3 separate regions of the Drosophila melanogaster genome follow, and all the other regions are linked to region 2. Evidence: chromatin contacts called from public targeted proximity ligation data. All regions are on one chromosome and are shown on one strand. The core of a region is the stretch at or near the end of the contact, and the rest is flanking DNA. Distances in the headings are between cores, read along the strand shown.

Region 1 (4,056 bases), core at 853-3,352, 310 kb before region 2:
GAAACCATGACAGTAAAATGAAATACGATTTAAACCGAACATGCTGTATTGAATTGCATTAAATCGGAAATAAAAACTATAATCTAGCCTATTTTTCAGTTTACAACTTAATCCTTAATAATCAATTAAAAATGATTAACAAATTGTGTAAAAAACAGGTAATAACTATTAACTATTAACTATAACTATTAACTATACGGAAAAACTGATTCATTTAGCTTGTTAAGTTATTTGTGTACATCAAAACGAAAAACATTTAATAAATTATTGAAAAACTGGCCGCTGGCAAAAACCTAACATAAAAGCAGGGAAATGTGGAAACACGAAAATGGTTTTAATGACCGAAGGCAAACAAATCATAGAGGGAAAACAAGTATCATATGCCGGGAAAATGTATGCCCACATAAATTTGTACGAGTGTGTACCTAAACTGAACCGGAAACTCACACATGTGCAGGCGAAAAGCAAACTTTTTGGCCAACTCTTCATCATTTTGGCCTCTAAGAACACCCCGACGGCACTTTAACCGGTTCCATTTTAATTGTTACCGCCACCTTCCTTCCGCCCGGCAAATGCTTTCCAAATTAATTAATAGCATTGTCTGTCTTTGGCAATTTGCCACGCCCACACACACACAAACTATAAATTGAATTTTCTTATGCGTTGTTGGCAGAAATGGAGTGCGAAGAAAAATTATTTGGCTGCTCGAGCAGTGGGAAATGTGGGAAAAATCGAAAGGGGCCAGCTCAGCGAAGACGAGGAAGCCAAGCAACTGGCACACAGGCCGAAAATCCTTTTTTAATTAAATTTTCTGTACATTTTGCAGTTTTTAGGTTTGAGCGCAGGCGACAGGCGAGTTTCCCTCGCCAATTCCTGTCGCTCATATGTGACGAAAGGAAAACTCATGTGGTTTTCCAACGCTTTCAAGGAGTCCAAAGGAGTAACCAAAGACAAAGTTTTCACTGGTGACATTCTGGCTGCAACTCCTTCCTTCTCGTTTTTGTGTCAAGTTAATCCAATTAGTTGTTTGCCAACGTAGTTTGCACTTTGATTCCCGGCCATCTGTGTCGGGACTTCCAACTAAACTCGAGATTCCCCAACTTAATTGGACAAGCCGGAGATGGATGAGTATTGATATTGATAACCGCGTTATGGATTAGCAGAGGTCGTGACTTGAGTGACAAGGAAAAGCACTCAGTAGCACTCTTCTAACTTGGCAAATAAGTGCTTACTTTTTAATTTTTGCAAGCCGGTATGAATCATTTCTCCAATTTGAATGTTCTCACAAGTATCATATATATATTTGAATCATTAGGTTTGAGTTATAAATATAAGTAAATACATTTCAGATTTTTTTCACTTAGACTGATTGCTGATTAGTAAAGAAAATAATCATTATAATTATCATTGATAGTGCAAATTGCTTTGTTAATTATTAAAGTGTTTGATTTATCTTGATTCGAAAGTGATTTAGCATTCCTAAGAGCTTCTCTTTGCTTCAAGTAAAATTCTGAGCAATAACTATTCGGTTCCTGGGTAGGCAGGATATTATTGAGGGCCTCTATGCGCTCATCAATTTGTCGTTCAATTAAAATGCGTTGTTCATTGTACACATCAAAGTCTCTTCGTGCTTCTATCTTTTCTCTCAAACGACCCTGGTCCCATTTTACCGCGATGCGTATGAGGTCAAGATTACGTGTGAACTCAGAATTACCAATGCATTCACGCTCATATGTGGTTAGAATATTCTGAAGATCATCGGTTATTGTCTTATCGAGTGCAGTGTAGGGACTCACAGTAGTTGTTTCAGGAGTTCGTGAGGATGGCGCCTAAAGAATATGTACATATATATTTAGAGAAAAGGATTACGCATTCTTTAATGGCTTTTAGGGATTTCAAGATTTTACCGTCGTTGTCGGTTCGGTGGTATTCGGTTTACTCCCATTCTCCCCCTGTAAAATATGTTTGAAGCGTACAAGGAAATTAAATATATTGAACATTTTTATTGATCACGCTTACCGTTGCGCCAACAACTATTCCGAGTGCAATTAGGCTCCAAATCCAAACCATGTCGTATTGTGACCACTGTAACCACTTTACAATGGCTTCAGAGCTTAGCACCGTGTTTTTATAGGGGTCGACAGTGGTTCGTAATTCTAATTTAGATAGACGAAATAGGAAATTCTTCAACACCTGTCAGTTCAATATTTCTGTGTCTTATCTCCAGCAAAATATTGGTTTAGTGACAAAACGCAACGGAATGTTTCTTTTGTTAAATGCCTTTTTCATATACCAACATGTCTATATATATCAATATATGTATATATTACCGACTAAATTGCTTTAGTTTTAAAGTTCTCTTATTACATACTAGAAATACAAACTATTTTTCATGTTTTAATGATGTTTTCATTTTCTAACCATGTTCTTTGAATAAATTCGTATATATGTATACGTTGGACTGATTAAAAACTTATCGAAGCCAAAGCTCTCAGGTATTATCTCTTTTTCGGTTCTCTTCAAATGATCTCTCTTGTTTCATTTCACTCTCTCAATGTTTGCGTGCTGTATAATCCACAATTACACTGCGCTTATCAGTTGTCAAGAGCTCCAGATCCATGTAGCCTACCCTGTATCTTGTGGGGTATATGAGTTATAGTGTATTCTCTAAATTATTTGTATAAAATATACTGAAAACAATGCACTTATCATCAAATGACTAGTAATTACAGAATTAAAAATTTACAAATTATGATCTTTTTAACTATTTTTGATACTTACAAATAAATTAAAATGAAATATAATGAAATCAAGGTAATTAAAATATTTCCGACTAATTTGACTAGGGTATATAACCTTACACCCCACCCCAAACCACTGATTAATACCTTATCTGCAGCAGATGCTGTACGTTATGGGTTAAGTCGAATCCCCTTACCCCTGGCCCACAAATTCCCGGGCATGACGAGCATTTTTATGACACAGCCCGCTCAAAGCTTTTTAAAATGAGGTTTTAAAATTAAGCAAAAAAAAAAAAAAAAAAATGGAAATAATAACAACACACAAGGAGAGGAGATCCGCTGGCAAAATAATGAAGCTGTCCGCAGCATTCTACGGAGTTCGCTTTGTCCGGGCCTTTTCAGTGTTTTCAGTGCGGGTACTGCAGTCGAAACCGTGTGACACTCTGCGTCCGGTATGCGTTGCTGTTGTTGTTTTGTGCTCTCCGGAAGCAAAATTAATTACAAAATATTTACAGCTCATAATTTCATTTTGCGTGTTTACTCGTTTTGCAGGCGGCCACAGCGGGCAACCCGAAAGCGGCAGAGATATCAACTGCAAAATCGGCAATATCCACGGCGACGGCAGCACCGGCTATAGCTGCCACGCCCCTTGCCACATCCGCCCCCGCAGCAGCGGAAATCGAGCAGCTGCAACAGGCGTTAATCGAGAAACAAACGCAACTGTATGCCCTGGAATCGGCCTGTTTGAGGGAAACGGAACGACAAGTGGAGCTCGAGGATAGTGTGATAGCGTGGCAGGATAAGTACGATCGGCTCTACGAATCGCACAAGCGGGTTCAAAAGGTCAATCAGAGCCTGGAGGACAAGATGCTCAAGCTGGTGGATCGAAATGCCGGCGAAAGGGCACAGTTGACCAGCGATGTGGCCACTTTGAGTGTGCGACTCGCCCAGGCAAACTTCAACATCGCCAAGCTGCAGAGGGAAATCGTAAGTACAGAATTTACTTCTATGAAATTTTAACTTTAATTAGAACGCAATTGAGGGGTATGCAATGAACTATATTGTGTTACATTCTTTCTAGAGAATTCATTGTAGTGATCTCACATTGGTCTTATCTCTCCGAGGAGACAGCAAATCTGTTGGCATTTAAATCATTTTTGATGATTGCTCTCAGTTATCGTGAAATTCTGAATTAAAAACGCCTTTAGTTAATATTTTCTTTCTTTGTACAGCCCTTCGGGTTCGAAAGTCCCAACTCATTAAGAAATTTGTTCCCTAACTTGATATGAAAAGTCGAAAAGGTAAAACGAACTCA
Region 2 (3,941 bases), core at 839-3,338:
CTGAACCAAAATTCAATTCACTAAACAATGGCGCAAGGCAAATCTCTTTTCGGCCATATATAACTTTTCGGTAAGGAATTTCCCAAACTGCTCTTCAAGAATTTTCACGAGTGGTGGCGTCTCCTATTTTTAGGCCCACTACAAAAACACCCTACAGTGAGCGCTCGGAAAAGTGAACTTTTAGTATAATCTTATATATAATAATATATAGAAGAACTAAATGGTAGATTTTCCCAAATTTTACTTTGAATTTGATAAGGAGTTTGAATTATTTTCTAGTTAGTTATATTAAGTCAAGTAAGTATTTACCTCATATATAGTTACAAATATTTATATACATAGTAAATATGTATATTTATATATGGCAAGTACTATTTTTATAAAACAGGAAACGGAAGTATCTTTCGCTCTAGTTGAAAATATTTAATGAGAGCTAAATATATAAATACGAAAAGGGGGGCATGGCAGGGGGAAAACTCAGCGCTGGAATTTTGTTGTTGCTCCAGAAATGCCGGCAAATGAAAAGCGCAGGTCCGCAAATGAAAAACAGAATGGAAAATTCAAAGAGAGAAAATTTTCAGGGAGAGAGCACAACAATAGCAGTTTGAGAGGCGCCGCAAGTTTGCGAAGCACTGCTTCAAGCAGTGCAATATTTACTGTTTATCGCATGCGAGAAATTTCTCGCCGATGTTTTGTGTGACTCCAAAACTATACGAAGAAAATTAATTTTGTAAATGATCGTTCAAATATATTTACGAACTTAATATTTAAAGAGACAATTTATAAGATTCAAATATTATGTTTAAATGTTTTCATTATTTATGGATAAATAAATTGGAAATCATATTTGCACATTATATTTTTATAAACAAATGGAGTTTGTGCTTAACTCATTTATGGTATCCAACATCTTTGGTAATACTATTTTAAAATAGTATTGTGCTTTTGAGTTCTCCCAACAGTTCAGCGTTTTATTCAATCGTCAAGGAAAGTTTTCCACCCACCGGAATAAAATTCCACTTCATTCCGAGCGAACAATTCGTCTTCAATGTCAGTTTTTCCTCGATTTCCCCGCCCATTTTCCCCGAACTTCTTATCCTTCAGCAAAATTAACTTGAGAATCTTGATAAAAGGGCTGCCATTCATTCATTCAGCAGCTTTGCCGAAAACTGTTCTCAATGCCAGAAGCTGCCAACTTAATTTATATTGTATTTAAAATGCAAAATGCACAGCATTCAACAATGGGCGAGAGCAAAGAAAGTGGGCGCTCTTGGGAAAGTGGGCGGGGCACAGCTGAAAAGCTGCTAAAATTTAACAACTTGACAAATTGAATGTTTGTGGAGTGGGCAAAGCGTAACAGCAAAGAAGGCGCCAAACTGAAACAAAATTTCTATTTTCAATCTAAACACTAAAATTCTATTTTCACTTTTGATTAATTTAAAGCAAATGTTTCTATATCCTTGAGTATTATTCGTGATCAGACTATAAGTTTTGAGCAGTGTAAACACAATCAGCTGCATCTAAACAATAGGAACAGCAATGCAAAGGGCTAAGAAAAATGAGGCTCACATAGCCAAGTAGCCAAGGCAACCCGTTTCTCTGAGGTCTTCGCTGTGGAATTCCTCTTGGAATTTTCTATTTCGGAGCTGCGCAAGGAATCTCTGGCAGTCATAACGATAATTGACAATCTGGCCAACACAAATTAACATTGCCAGAGGTCAAATTGCATTTGCTCAGGGAATTTTTCTGATTGCTTCCGTTTTTATTTTTTATTTTTTTTCTCCAAAAACATCTAGCAAAAAACATACATAGGTAAACAAAAGCGCTATTAAGAATGCAGTGCACGCAGCGCAAAGCGGCCATAAAGACGTTTGGGCCAAATTAAAACGGGCCAGAAACGTAGTAGGAAAAAAAAACAATACTACAGCAAATGAGCAAACGTGCCAGGGTCAAGAGTGACCTCTAACCCACCGCCCACCGCCCCTTTTCGTGGGCCGCCCACCAAAGCCGATAGTGAAGCCAAAAGTCCACTTAGGTTTTACTATAAAAGCCAGGGCTTCTGCGTTTGTTTAATCATATCAGTTTCTGTTCAATCAGCGGATATACCACCAAAATCAATCAATTCAAGATGTTCAAGTTTGTGAGTATTTAAAGGGATATCAAGTAAATACCTATGAAGGATACAAGTATCTGACAAAAGTGAATTCTGAAATAATGCAATCAGAGGTTCTATTAAGCTCCTTTCAAGTCACAACATAAGATCTATTTGAATCTAAGGAGTTTTATTGTTGTGGCAGCTCCAAAAGACTGTAATTATTTCCTTGGCTAATGAAATCCCCCCTCACCCTTTTCACCCAACTTTTCTAACCAGTTCGCTCTGTGCCTGTTCGCCCTGTTGGCCGTTGCCTGTGGCAAGCCGCAATTCCTGACCGCCTACAGTGCGGCCTCGCCTGTGGTTGCTGCCACGCCCTACGCCTACTCGGGCGGACTCTACGCACCCACGTACAGTGCTGCCTACACCAGCGGCGTCTATGCCGCCACGCCCTACGCCTACGGAGCCTATCCCTACAGCTCGCTGTACCTGAGACGCTGAAGTTCCCACACCATCGAATGCACACTGTACAACGATAATTCCCGATGACGTCGAACTAATGAACAAATAAACCTGATAAAACAGATAAAGATTCGCATACCAAAGGCCAGCTATTTGCTGTCATTTGCTTGGAGCAACTGCAGATTAAAAGGGGCTGCAAAATGAAAGTGGCATTGGCTCTACACTCGCAGAAAAACACTTGTTAAATAATTGAAAAAAAAAAAATTAAACATACATAGCCATTGATTATCGAAATATTTGCTTATATTCAATTGGGTTTTCACATTGGTGATATATGAAAGCTTTCTTTTGTTATAAAAAAAGAAAACATTCTGATAGTTTTTCGCTCAGTGCACAGTGCTTGTGGAAGCAAAGAGGCGTATTTTAGAATATTTACGAATTTGTTTCTGTCGTTGCTGCTGGTTTTCTTGGCAATTTCCATTAGCTATCAAAAACATTCGCTTTGGCTCGTATATCATGTTTCATGTGGCAAAACGGGGCGTTTTGGGCGGTAATTGTGGGCTAAAAGGGGGCTAGCGAATGGTGGGGGGTTGTGCTTTGGATAGTGTGAAAGGGTAGGAGTCACAGGGGTCGGGGGTCAACTGTCGCTGGCATGCGTCGGCGTGCATTTGCATCGCAGCTAAAATGTGCAAATTATGGCAACTAAGTTGCAATGGGTTAAGTGGAGTGCACTCGAAAAAATAACTGATAAATATAAGAATTTTGAGCATGAAAAATTATGCAATTCAAAAGGATCAAAAGAAAACGGGTAGTAAAAACCGCAGATTAAAAATGTTTATATGGCATAAATATTTAAAAAAATACATCTTCTTTTCTAGCTGTTTAAATGGATTTTTAGAAATGATTCAAATTTATAGGAATATTTTTTAGTTTGAAACTGATTTTAAAGCTACCTAAGCACAATATGTTTATAAAAATTGTGCCAAAATAGTTTGCAGTCACAAATAATTGCCTAAAAAATATAGGACTTTCTTTGAGCTGCTGTTTCACTTTCCCCGCCGCCATCTTAGCACACAGCCCTGCATTTCCTGTGCACACTTTCCCCTTTCCATTTCCCATTTCCCCTTTCCCTACTCCCTTCCTCTTTCCCCTTTCCCCTGCTGCCCTACTGCTACTGCTACTCCTATTTCTCATTTTTTTAGACGTCAGCTTCAGTGTCGCCATTTGCATAATGCGTGTGTGTTAGTGAGCTGCTGTGCTGGTGTTTGCAGCATCCTTTCAGTCGCATTGTGCACCGTGGTGCTGTGAAAAATAAAAAGAGCATCGAAATGCATATGGAAATTGGCCCGAAATGAGAAATATGTGCAACATCCTGAATAAATGCATT
Region 3 (3,950 bases), core at 1,371-3,870, 280 kb before region 2:
GATTTTGATTTCAAGATTTTGAATACTTTCCTTGTTTGTTTAGGACTGTAGTTATCTATCTTGTTGTCTTAGGATTAAAAACTGTGATTACTATTAAATTTTACTGAACTGAGATAATCTTGGGATAAGCTAAACATCCGTGAAAAAATCTATTGCTGTGATAATTGCTAAATGTTTTTAAAGGTTACAAAATTTCTCACATTGACCAACTGTGCAGCGATTAGTCTCTGTTGCAGTCTTCCCTGATCATCGATTGGTGCATGCAACTCCCCCTTTTCCGCAGGTTTTCCACTTTTTCACTCTCATTCCTTGTTGACTCGATTCCAGGCAGCGACATTTGATCAGCAGATTTTACTGGTTTTCTTGTTTGGCTAAACGCTCCTACAAGAAACGCATTTGGCCCTATCGGCCGTTCTGCTGACTGGATGGTGAATCTTGAGCTCATTGGATCTTTGGTCTTCGATGGAAACCCGTTCCCCAGACCGACTTAAATGCAGTGTCGAGATGCAGACGCAGACTGGACGGAGAAACCTGCTCCGGCTATTTTTAGAGTCAATTAGCTTTGGACCGACTGTCTCTGCAGGGAAGATGCATCGCTGGGATGCGTTTTCCCCCGGTTCTGGGTTAATAATTCATTAGAAATGCACAGAAACCAAACCAAAACGCCCACAAGACCGGCGAACAAAGCTCCAAATGTGTTCTATGCAAATGAGAACATTTAAATGTAGTTAAATGGGTCAAACGTTTGATGGAGAAAACGTTGCTGTGCATAGAAGGAAAACTTATCTCCTGTCCACTTGGGACTTTCATATGGTGATCGATCGATCGATCGATTGAACCATTTGCAGCTCGATCGGCGGTGGTCAGAACTCGTTCTGTGGCCCTTTTGGCCAACAAGAGGTCTGCAAACAGGCCAAACCTGCAAGGGCCAAGACGATTTACAACCAAAGATGATAAAAAAAAAGAACGAAATTCAACTAAAAAACGAGGAAGCACTGATTTTTAAAAACAGCGTTTCAATACCCTTCAATTCGAGGAATTATAATGATTCTTGGCTGGTACAGCTTGATATGGGTTATAAGTTTATATAAGTTGAACTATTGCATATTGTTAATATTCCACAAGAAGTGCTATCAAGTATTGCTATTAAAGTTAAAAATATAAAACTAATCGCCTGACTATTTTAGTATACCTTTTCTGAGGGCATCAAGAGCAATCAAAGATCGAAGTGGATTGCAAAGGACATTGACTTGAAACTCTGGGATCTCACAACTGATCTCTTTCAGATATTTTATGACCCCAGCTTGTGGCTTTTAATTCTGCAACAAAATTGATTTCGGCAATGGGAAGAACACGTTTCCCCCCGAGTTACAAACAAAAAAAAAAACTCATTTCGGTTCTGTCGATTTTTATGGCTTTTCTTGGAGTTGGTTAATCGCCTTCTTTTTCTCTGATCTCTGGCGCCCAAAATATTTTTGCTCGAGTTTCGGTTTTTAGCTTTGATATTATGCAATTGCTAGCCGTACTCTTTTTTACACAATTGACTGTCGAATTAGCACCTCACTCACATCCAGCGACAGGTGACGATAAGGCGGGCGGGCAGTGGGCGTGGCAGCAGCAACAACAACACACATTACTCTAAACGGTGGCAACTTTCACTCAACAGCCGTGCGGAATACTAAAAAAAAAATCAAAAAACAAATAAATACCCGTGCAAATTGGGTGACAAAAACAGCAACAAAATGTCAGAAAAAAAAAAAAAAAAAACTGGGAGCGAGTGGGAGAGTCAGGCGATCTTCGTCATCCAAAATTACCTCACTTATCAACCTAAGCCGATTGTTGTTGCCGAAATATTGGTGTCATATTTTCTTGTCAAGGTCACAAATTTGTTGTCAAATTGTAAAAAAATGTTTATTGGGTCTAAAACAATAGTGAATAATTGTAAACGAATTTCTGCCAAGGTCAGTTATCCCTTTTGAACTTCGAGAAAAATATAGAAAAAAGAGAGTTTAGCCTTAGAAAAATTTTCAGTGGCTTTAATATTTATGTTGGCTGTTAAATAGGTTTGGAGTCGTAATAAAAACGTTGAATTCAAAAATATTAAAGAACTCAAGAAAATGTTGTATTAAAACTATAAAAAACATTCTGTCAAATAACATGATATTTTTATATATTAACAAAACAAAAATGAAGGAACAATTTTATATTATTGTTATTTGCCCTCAGTTGCAATCCACATTTCTTTAAAGTGCAATATGAGAATTCAGTTATTTCATTGTTTTAAAAACTTTGAAAGCAGGCTGCCAGAAAGTGGAAAAGATGACTTTGACGTTGCCGGATAGTTGTATTTTAATGTACTGTTAACCTTGGATTTTAACTTGTTAGTTTCTATAAGATCTCTAGCTAGTTGCTTTACCGTTCCGATTAAAAGGCTAGAGGAACCGCATTGTTTCTTGAAATTTAGAGAAATTAGTATTGTTCTTGTAGAACTTAAGTCAATACAATTATTTTTTTTTAACAGAATTCTGTTACTTGCGTGCTGTTAAAAGTTAGCAGTATTTTCTGCAAAGTCATATGTTTTGGTATTTCTCAGCTGCGCCGCCTGATTTTTTGGCGCTGACCCCTGCCTGGCCACACTGGCGATGTGGTGTGACCAAATTCGTGCTCGCTCCGCGAGTCGCCGTCAAAAAACAACTGTGAAATTGCACAAGAAACTAAACAAATAATCGCGTAAAATTACCGAAAACATGTGCAGCGGCCGTTAGCAGCGTGCGGCAACTAATCGAGCCAGTGAAAACGTGCAGGTGCGAGCGAGAAAACACGCGTACGCGTCACTAGCAACAACAACAAACACACAGTGCACCAACTCTCGCATAAGCACGCACACACACACACACACACGCGCGCACACATGCATAAACACCGACGCACATGCAACAAAAATAAAATAAAAACAAAAGAGCAAGCGAAATAATAACAGAAATAAATTTGATAAATTCAATTATAAATTAAGGCAGCTGCTTGTGTGCTAAGCAAAAATATTAAATAGAAAGTCTTGGCCACTTAAGTGAACCAAAATTAGAGAAGCAGCAGAGTGCCCAAAATATCAATATATAGATTTGATATCTAAAAGTAACGAAAGTTAACTTAAAACCTTAATGGTGGACAATGGATCAAAAAAACAAAATCCCTACTAAAATAAATTCCAAATACTTGCTAAATGAATGAAACCCGCAAATAAAGTCGATTCTTACCAAGATAACCAAAACTAGCTTCATGACTTTTAATTCTTGTTGTTTTAATTTTTGTGCACTTCCTGGTTACGGAACACCTGGAAAACCCCATCCTCGCCTTTTTCCACGCTGATTAACAAATCTCGCGTTTTTCCCCCCTATCAGCTGACATACGCATACAAAGCCCATCCAGTTGCCACCCCCTACTTCTTGCACCTGTAAAGAACAGGTGACTAATACACTGCTCGCGAAGTTTGTCAGCTGCTGGCGCCGTGGAAGCAACAACAACAAAACTAACCACATCCACATCGGCAACAACAACATCGGCTTTCTACAGAGCAGCGACGTCGGCGTCGGCAGAGGCCTCTGCCTGCACAACACCAGCAACAATAAAATCAAAAACTAAAACTATGGCCACCACCACCACAACAACAACAACAACGGGGGCAACAAATGCTAAAGATGGTGAGTTATATACTTAAAAGGATTTAAGATTAAAGAAAATATATCACAAGAAGTAAAACCCTTAAAAATCTTTAAAAAGAAACAGTAAATGGTGACCCACAAAAAACTGAAGCACAGATGCAAGGGTGCACATACAAACGACAAGTCGGTTAAAGTTCAAGGCGAACGAACAATTTAAATTGCAGGTTTCCGGTCAATGCCACTCTGTGTAATTAAACTAAAGTTAGTTGGTCGACCTAGATATTAGTATAA

What was found.
Region 1: a contact with region 2 is called in a targeted proximity ligation map of the Kc167 cell line, with 7 times the contacts expected there. A contact is called at or near these places in 3 of 107 Hi-C or Micro-C datasets (the Ras3 cell line, the S2 cell line and wing imaginal disc) and 2 of 7 datasets of targeted methods (both in the Kc167 cell line).
Region 3: a targeted proximity ligation map of the Kc167 cell line shows a contact between it and region 2, with 6 times the contacts expected there. A contact is called at or near these places in 6 of 107 Hi-C or Micro-C datasets (the Kc167 cell line and the S2 cell line) and 2 of 7 datasets of targeted methods (both in the Kc167 cell line).

What each region holds. Positions count from the first base shown.
Region 1 is chr3L:3,482,551-3,486,606 of dm6, forward strand. CG43074 reads right to left here and starts at 2,103. Exons shown (of 3, transcript NM_001259675.2): 1 at 2,020-2,103; 2 at 1,908-1,952; 3 at 1,282-1,829. The coding sequence starts at 2,070. The coding sequence ends at 1,377. CG42324 reads left to right here. Exons shown (of 6, transcript NM_139562.3): 2 at 3,294-3,728.
Region 2 is chr3L:3,788,716-3,792,656 of dm6, forward strand. It overlaps CG32266, which reads left to right and starts at 2,089. Exons shown (of 2, transcript NM_168040.2): 1 at 2,089-2,140; 2 at 2,372-2,845. The coding sequence starts at 2,129. The coding sequence ends at 2,593. The region is part of intron 2 of CG32264; the gene reads right to left.
Region 3 is chr3L:3,513,131-3,517,080 of dm6, forward strand. It overlaps Eip63E (Ecdysone-induced protein 63E), which reads left to right and starts at 2,621. Exons shown (of 11, transcript NM_001202113.2): 1 at 2,621-2,804; 2 at 3,399-3,698. The coding sequence starts at 3,644.